2 separate regions of the Anas platyrhynchos genome follow, and region 2 is linked to region 1. A link is a contact called in public Hi-C data. All regions are on one chromosome and are shown on one strand. Each heading gives the region's core, a stretch centred on a gene start, on an enhancer-like site or on the middle of the called end of the contact. The rest is flanking DNA. Distances are from core to core; before and after follow the strand shown.

The links. Hi-C and Micro-C count contacts between places; a contact is called where the count stands out from the background.
Region 2: a Hi-C map of skeletal muscle shows a contact between it and region 1, with 5 times the contacts expected there. The contact joins two enhancer-like sites. A contact is called at or near these places in 4 of 8 Hi-C or Micro-C datasets (liver, skeletal muscle and subcutaneous adipose tissue).

What each region holds. Positions count from the first base shown.
Region 1 is chr2:45,958,305-45,962,390 of IASCAAS_PekinDuck_T2T, forward strand. It overlaps MAPRE2 (microtubule associated protein RP/EB family member 2), which reads left to right. Exons shown (of 8, transcript XM_072034677.1): 2 at 1,139-1,200. Among named protein-coding and RNA genes, the nearest start is that of MAPRE2, 28 kb to the left of the region's middle. Within about 2 kb of position 1,882, at least 1 of the 8 cell types and tissues checked has an H3K27ac peak or open chromatin away from gene starts, as enhancers often do. A contact at or near this core is called in subcutaneous adipose tissue, where this site is marked.
Region 2 is chr2:45,998,026-46,002,111 of IASCAAS_PekinDuck_T2T, forward strand. The region is part of intron 3 of MAPRE2 (microtubule associated protein RP/EB family member 2); the gene reads left to right. Among named protein-coding and RNA genes, the nearest start is that of MAPRE2, 67 kb to the left of the region's middle. Within about 2 kb of position 2,131, at least 2 of the 8 cell types and tissues checked have an H3K27ac peak or open chromatin away from gene starts, as enhancers often do. A contact at or near this core is called in subcutaneous adipose tissue, where this site is marked.

The DNA of each region.
Region 1 (4,086 bases), core at 632-3,131:
GATTCCTAAGTCCTCTGCCAGGATGAGTCACAGCTCCTGGAGCTGGGATCCAGTTTTCTAGACAAGCTGTATTTAAAGGTCTGTTTACCTTTTCCAGAAGATAATGTATTAGAGAGAGACTTGCTTTGTGTTTTTCTCATCTCAGAATAGGATTTATGATGAATGTAAATTCACCTGCTGGGGCTTCTTGCATCCCTCAGTCCTGAATCAATCTAGGCACCACTGGGATCCCATTTGATGTAGTTTCATGGTGCTCAGCAGGGATGGATGCCTTTAGAACACCCCTCCCTGCTGGGCTGTCCCAGCTAGTTGACCATGAATGCAAAACAAGCAATATTCGGGGCCTTGGTCTGAGTAAACCATTATTTACCTGCTAGGAAAAAGATTTCCTGCTGACTGAGGAGGTGAATTAAGAAACCTTGCCACGTAACCTTAATATGTAATTCATAACAAATTGAAAACCACATATGGTTGCTCCTGCTTATGTTTCTGTAGCCTGTAATGTAGCACTTGCAAGTATGGATATGAGGACAAATCCAGCGATTGTAGGAAAACGTATCTAGGAACACAGAGAAGAATGGTTCTTAAATGTGGCCGTTGCACATGGCAACATGATGGCTTCACTGCTAAGTAAGAAAATTCTAAGGATTGCCAATGGGTTTTAGGGTTGTATTAGCAAAAACCCAGGTTTTCCTGGGTATCAGTTTTTCTCAATTGTAGTTTTTTTATCTGAAAAATCTGTTCAGGCAAGTGCAGCAAGGCCCCGGTTGCATGACACAACAGTCATAACTGATTGCCTGTGCTCTGAAGAAACATGTCAGATGAAGAAACAGCAATGTGCCCAGAAATTATGAATAAACTCTGAATGTAGCCCAGCACAAGGGACCTCATAGATCTGCTACTATATCAGAGGGACATCTGATTGTTGTGCAGATGTGTTAGACACTGAACTATTGTGAGCACAGCTGAATTAGGGTATTGTAATAAGGGACCTCTCCTCTTGCTTCATTTTTAGCATACAGCTACTGCATCACTGCCCAACCAATACGGGCAAAGACCATTCAGTGATTCTTTTTTTCCTCTTTTTTTTCTTTCCAGTTTGCTTGTTGAACTAAGTGTTTTCATGTTTTCTTTCTAGTACCAAATTGCTGCAAGGAATAGTTCAAGCCAGCAACCAGGGAAAGTGTTTGGATGCTCAAAGTAAGTGTTGTGTCTTTTGTATGTGTTTGTTACAGTGGTTTTGACTGATAAAATCTACTCTAGAATTTTTGCTTGATGCCTTTAAGGCAATAGCTAAATAAGTTTGATACCAATAGTAAGCAATATTCCTTTGCAATGTCTTTGACAATGTAATTAAAAGATTCAAGTCATTAAAAGTTATTCATTCATACAACAGAAATGATGAAAACTAAATTAGGTGCCACAAATATTTTGGAAATAGTTTCAACTAGTGTCAGAAAGAATTGCTGACAGAAAGCAATGAAAAAGGGAAAACTGTGGGTGAATTTAACTTCTCTTCCATCTTTTCTGGAACCTCGAGGAAATTATACTATTGTTTTCATTTGTTTTTAAGTGTTAGCACTTCTGTACACTATTAGTGCTGCTTCCATAATGGCAAGTGGAAGAAGAGCAAAGTATGCTAAGTGCTGCTGCATGGGGTTGGTCACTTACATTAGATGCAATTTGTAAGGTTCTGTCCCTTTTCTAATTCCTAAGTGAGTTTTGATTGTATCCCATCCAATCTGGGTGTTAACCCCAACTGTCCAGCCTCCAACCTGGCGTCTATGAAATCCTCGCAGTGAGTCACCTGTGAAGGGATCAACGAAACAAGGAGATGCAAGGCCCACAAGGTGGCAATGTTTAGAAAGCCTTCTGAGAGGATGCTCCTGGAACAGATCTATGCTCCCTCCAGTTGCTGTCACTTGCTCCCTTTCTCTTGTTGCTGCTGCATCTGTGCTACTAACTACACAAGAAATTGTAACTGTTGCCAAAATGGAGCATAGGATGCCCTGGTAATAAAACTCTTACTTAAATAGATTGGCCATTGGCACTGTTCACCGTGCTGTGGTGGGTGCTGTGCGTGCCTTTTCCCTTGGCAGCATCAGTGATTTGCAATACAGTGTGGGGAGGTTTATTCATAGCTAGTGCTGGAAATATGCATAGCACTGAAATGATCCTAGGGCTGTGTAATGAAGCACTTTAATGTTAAAATATGCCACCTTGTTTCTGCTAATGCTTGAAAAGCTGTTACAAGCATATAAATTCTAGCTTTGGACTTAGGATAGGTTTCAGTTTGTGGTGGTTCTTTTGTTCATGTTTTGTAGTAAAAAGTAAGAGCTTTGTGTCTGAGCTATTTTAAAGACTTGTTTCACCGTGAAACTAGGGATTTGCTCCAAGTTATTTAATGCCCTGAAGAAGCTTAAATGTTTGCAGAAGAATTTCTCCGGATACATGATAGATGAGAAATTATTCAGGGTAAGTTCTATGGGAAATAAAAGAATTGCCTGTGTTAACTGGCACAGATGCACTTAAAGAGGCTGGCATTGGAAAAGGGAGAGTTAAGACAGGAGCCTCAGTTCAGATTCATCAGGTTGCAAGAAAAGAGTTGTTTCCAGAGCGATTAGAAGATATGCAGGTCCCAAGTGCACCTGGAAATCCTCAGTAGACAGTATATAATCTGGAGCTGAATGAGGCTTGTATGCATCATGGATGGATCTTAGGATAAAGTACAGGACAAATCCAATTCCAAGAACTAGGAAATTGTATCATGGACACAGCCCTTTTCATGAAGGTGTCACAGGTGGAAGTGCAGCAGGACAATGCCCTGTGCTCATCCCCATTGCTTCTACTCCTGCCCAGGGTAGGTGACACTGCTTAAAGTACAGCTTCTTTACTTGGTTATGCTGCACTCTCACAAGTACTTTGAAACAACAGGAAATCTGAAGAAAACTGTGGACATTGAGATAGTACATGGCCATCAAATAGACACTTACATGAGCAGACAACATCCTACCTGTCTAATAGGAACTTATCTGAAGCATGCAGATTTCCTGGAATCGGTAACCCTACCCTTGAAGCAACAGGCAGCTTCCCAGTGTATTCCCTGGGGGCTGCTGCATACTGCATAGCCTTTCCTCTCCAAATCCCTTAGTCCTTATGGCCTATTATATGTCAAAATAAAGGTCTAGCTATCAGCCTTTTAATACCAGAGGTTCATTATATTGCTAAAAAGTTAACTGAGCTATTACAATTGCAAAAAGTAAATCCACGTAACATACTTGGGAAACCTGATCATGTTTCAGTGCATTTGAGCCTGGCAAACAAGCATACTTATTCCTGGAGTTAAGTTATATGGAAATCAGCACAAAGAATGAATGCTGGAGTATCCAAGGATTTTACGGTTCTCACATTAGGATCTCTCATGTGCAAGACATGAATAAGGGGGCTTTTGGCAGTTACAGTTCCTTGCTTGATGTATTATGACTTAAAACACTTAAAATACACTCTAATATTAGAAATCAATGCTGGCTTATGCTGGAACATTAGGTCAGGAATAAACTTGTGTTTTGAGATAGGAGAAGAGAAAGCAAACTATACATATGTACACACATTATACTATGTATTTTTATAAATGCATATATACACAGAATGTATGCTTGTATGTTGAACTACTAATCCATGCCTTCTTTAGGGGAAACCTGAACAAAAAGGCCTGTATGACCTTTTCTCATTCCTTCCCTGAGCAGAAACAAATGTTCTCTGGTCATTCATGCAAAAGCTGCGTGGAGTTACTTAAACTGGGAAGAATAAAGAAGCATTTCCTCTCACTTCATTCTCCATACCTCCCAGCACTGGTGCAGGATAAAATGCTGCTTCTAGATAAGTGAGCTCTGTTTCTCACTTGATGGGAACCCTGCTAGTTTCCCCAGATTGGTCCCCTTAATTCCTACCAAAGACAACCTGGCTTCCCTAAGGGTTGCTTTGAACCTTCAGCCAAAATAATTCAGTAGTATGAAATATTTGAACTTCTGGCTGAGCAGCCTGCTTTGAAAGCCCTTTTCATCCTTTAGAAACAACGTCAGGTCC
Region 2 (4,086 bases), core at 881-3,380, 40 kb after region 1:
GAAACACAGGGTGTGTGCATTTTCCCATCAGTGTTAGCAACCATGGCTCTAGTGAACCAAGGCACTTACGACTAATGTGCGTACAAATAATGCTGTATTTTCCAAATGCGTGGTTAGGTTGTTGCAACTTTGGAGTGAATGAATAATTTGAAGGAATTTCTGTCTAATAGGATGGGATATTTTTTGTAGGTTATCTTTTTTAAAAAAAATGCTTAAAGCAAATAAAAATATAATTACAGAAAAAGGTGCAGTCAGTCTTTTTCACAAATGTTTTTTTTTTTTTTTTCCAAAAATAAGTGTCTGGCAATCAAACTGAGGCCCAGTTAAAATGCTTAAGCTTTAACTGCATACTGGTTTTAGAGCAAAATTTCTATTAAACGTTTCCAGCAAAATTCTAGTTTGGAGCTTAGTTTCTTCTGCTGTGGTTTTGACCTCAGGACTAAACTAATGCACCCACACACTGAGACAGGCCCTGCCTTTTCACAGGCCCTTTGTGTTCCCACGTTGCCTGCTGTGGGTTTTTGTGACTTGCTGAGGTCTTGCCTCCATGTGGTGCAGGGTTGGAGGGATGAATGAGGAGGGACAGGACGTGAAGGAGTGACCTGACTACTCCTAGAGAGGGCATATATTAACTGGGGCATGCTTGTGTTCATATTGTAGTATTTCATAGTGTGCAAATACTGCAAGTTTAATTTGTAAATGTTATAAATAACATGTTCAAAAAAGCAAGGATCTAGTCTTGCTCTTCAGCTGCGGTTTAGGAGGTTTCCTGAGCAGTAAAAGCTTGCAGTGAATGGTGTTCTCTTGTTTTCATTGCGATCTCCTTCAATTTCCTTCTGACTGGAATAGTCGGAAGCAGAAGTATCTCTATTACCAAGAAAACACTAGTTTACACTTTTGGATGGTTCAGCCTTAAGATGGGAGAGAGAGAGGAGAAAATCTAGCTTTAACAACAACCTCTTCACTTCTCACTTGGCTTTGCTGTATCTGAACGCAGCCCCAGCAGCCCTTCCCCTCCTCTGCCCTCCGCCTGCCCAGCAAACCCACTGAAATGCACCAAAACCCAGCAGCACAAGCAGCAGGCTGGCAGTGCGGCCGGCCACACGCGGCCGTGCCTGAAGCCAGCGGTGCTGCTGGGCTTTTCCATCTCGGCCGCAGCGAAATTCCTCCCAGAGAGGAGGGGAAGAAAATGAGTCATAGGCCTCCCCTCGGCCTGAAGCAGCAGCATCCAGTGTGCCCGCCAGATTCAATGCTACCAAGACTCACCGTGGTGACTTCGCCCATTATTTTCCTATAAATATTAGAAGCAAGTCAAGTAGAACGGTTTTTGCCGGGTGTGCCAGCTGGATGGAGCCTCATGGGCTGCTGCCGTGCCCTTCACCGTGAAAGCGAGCGTGGAGTTCCTGCTCGCTAATTGTGTTTGCGGGTTGGTTTTGGCATCTGGCCTGCGAATCTCTCTCGTAATTGGTGGCTGCGTCAATATTCTGGATGGAAAAATGAAAGGGGGTTTGCGCAGGGATTCAAAATTGCTTGTTTGCTAATATGGAGTAGGAGGGCTTTAACATCGACGTGTCTCCCACATCCAATAATCTCTTCTGCAGTGCCACCTTTAGTTTCCATCTGTTGTTTGAAGAGATTTCATACTATTTCTTTTTTAGTGTGTGTGCTTTATGCATACAAAAGCTTTTTTTTTATGTATACAAAAATTTCTTGGTCACAGAGACAGATGTACTCTGAGGGCAGTTTGGGGCAGGTAGTACTGTGGTGTAGAGATTTGTTAGGTCTGGGGTGAGGATTTTTTGGCCATTTTGTTTTTTTTTTTTTTGGAGGGGTATGCTTTTTTTCCCAGAGAACGTGTGCAGGTTTTTAAATCTTGAATAAAACATAATGGCATAAAAACCCATTTGTCCATGTAAATTATGCAAGAGCTATCTGTCAGAAGCCATGACATCGTTACCTCCACTGCGGTTCTTTACGTTATGTTAAGGATGCTCCTTTCCCAGGCAGCTGCAGTGAAGCATCAGTTGCATGGTATGTTGAATAGACCCAAAGTGCTGCCCAGCGTGCAGAGGACCGCGTGCCTGTGTGCTGTGGCTGTGAATTGCAGGCACTGCAGTCTTGCATAACTTCCCCCGTCCCGCTTTTCCTGCTGCCTCCGTGAAATCTCAACAGTTGGCAGCATAGAAAGCAGTGTCCTGGTTCTGCTGCGCTGGCGTCCTAATGCAGTGTGACAGCTACAGGCTTTAGGGGGCAAAATCCTAAATAAATAATGCCTATATGATATTAAGTGTATTTGTGTACATATATATAGACATCTTTGTCTAAAATCAGGTAGTCCCAGTTAGCTTTAATGATACTTTCACTTCTGCTATTTGTGGGTCACGGAGTTTCTTCTTTCTGTAGTTGGTGGTGTTTAGTTCAGTCTGTATTTGTATGTTGCCTCTGCACTTCAGGAAGGAGCATTTTAATAAATTGCATTTGTCGATGTGATAAAATCCTCCTGTTGGGGAAAGAGTCTGGCAGCAGGCTTCATTATTGTGTGAGAGACCGGGTGTGTACCGTCACGTGGATGTATGCCAGTGTTTGCTGCCCTCGAGCGCTGTGCGAACCCGGGACCACCTCCTGGCTCACAAAATACAGAAACAACTGTCTGAATGAGGAGAAGAAACACAAGGAAACGTCTTAAATAGTAAGAAAGACTCTGTCTAAAGGCAAGCAAATGGAATTTGCATTACGAGCAGAAGGAGGAAATCTCATGTGAACATTTTAGGTTTCTCGTTCTCTAAAAGGATGGAGATGAAAGGTTGCACAGTGCATTTTCAAGACCTCCAGGCAATTATTTAGATATCAGAGTAAAGCTTATAATTGGGATATGGGGGGGGATGAAAGGGCAGAGTTAGGAACAAATTCAATTTATAACATGAAATGATTGCATAATAATCCTTTTGCATGGAATTAAACAGTAATAAATGTAGTCAAGCCATGTGCTATCTGCTTAACCATAGTTTTATTTGTAATGTCAGTTTTCTGTTGCTTCACATTTGCTAGTTCTCTTGCTGAGGATGAGGTTTGAAAAACTAATTCTGTTTATATAGTTTTATATAAGAAGATGCAAATTTTGTCATCTGATGTTTGTAGTCTGCCAGAAGGATTATTTTTCTTTAGGGAATATCTTAGATTCCTAATCATATCAAAACCATTGCAAACAGCTAAGTACGAGGTGTCCTTGGAAAATCAGGTGTTTGTTTTTTTTGACAGTTTTCCTCCACAAAGCTAGGCAAGATTAAGAGATCTTTTTAAAAAATAAAAAAAATAAAAAAAAAAAAATGGAAGTGGTTTTCAGCACTATGGCTTGATCTTGTTAAGTCCCTGATCAAATTTCATATCACTATTTTAGGGAATGGTTTTGGACTCCACTCTTAATCTATACATCTCTTTTGGGGAAGTTACAAGCTCTGTAACCCTTTATACCATGCTTGAACAGACACAGAATGAGAGCTATTGGATGCATAAAGTTGGTGCTATTGAAACACATGCATACCCATGGAGAAAAATGTTAGTTTCAATTATTGTTGCCACTCCTGTAAAACTGGACAAGCCAGGTGCCCAATTTGTTAACTGGGCTTCTCCATGAGCAATAAGCAGATTTTTTTTTGATAAAATAGCTCTCATAGGTGAGCTTTGGCTGCTTAAGTTTATTGAAATGGATTTGCACTAAGAGCACAGAAGTCTTTTTTTGTGGGGAAGTGAAATTTAACTTGTGAGTATTTAGGTGATGATTTACCTGGCTCGTGTATTCAAGTGGAGACCTAATACCCTCAACAACCCCATGCTTCAGAAATGTGCTTTGCTGATTATAAAGCACTTGTGGGTTAGAAAACACTCTGCTGAAGAACTGAAATTGGTTTTCCTCAGATTTCCTTGAATGTTTTGAGCCTTAATTTCCAAACACTTAAGTTAGTCGACAGTACAGACAGACTTTTTTTGCAAATGATAATGACATGATAATACTGTAGGGGGAAGATCTCTACGTACAAGGTAAGACTATCCCTATTAGCTGTAGTCAGTACACTGTTGAGGAGTTTT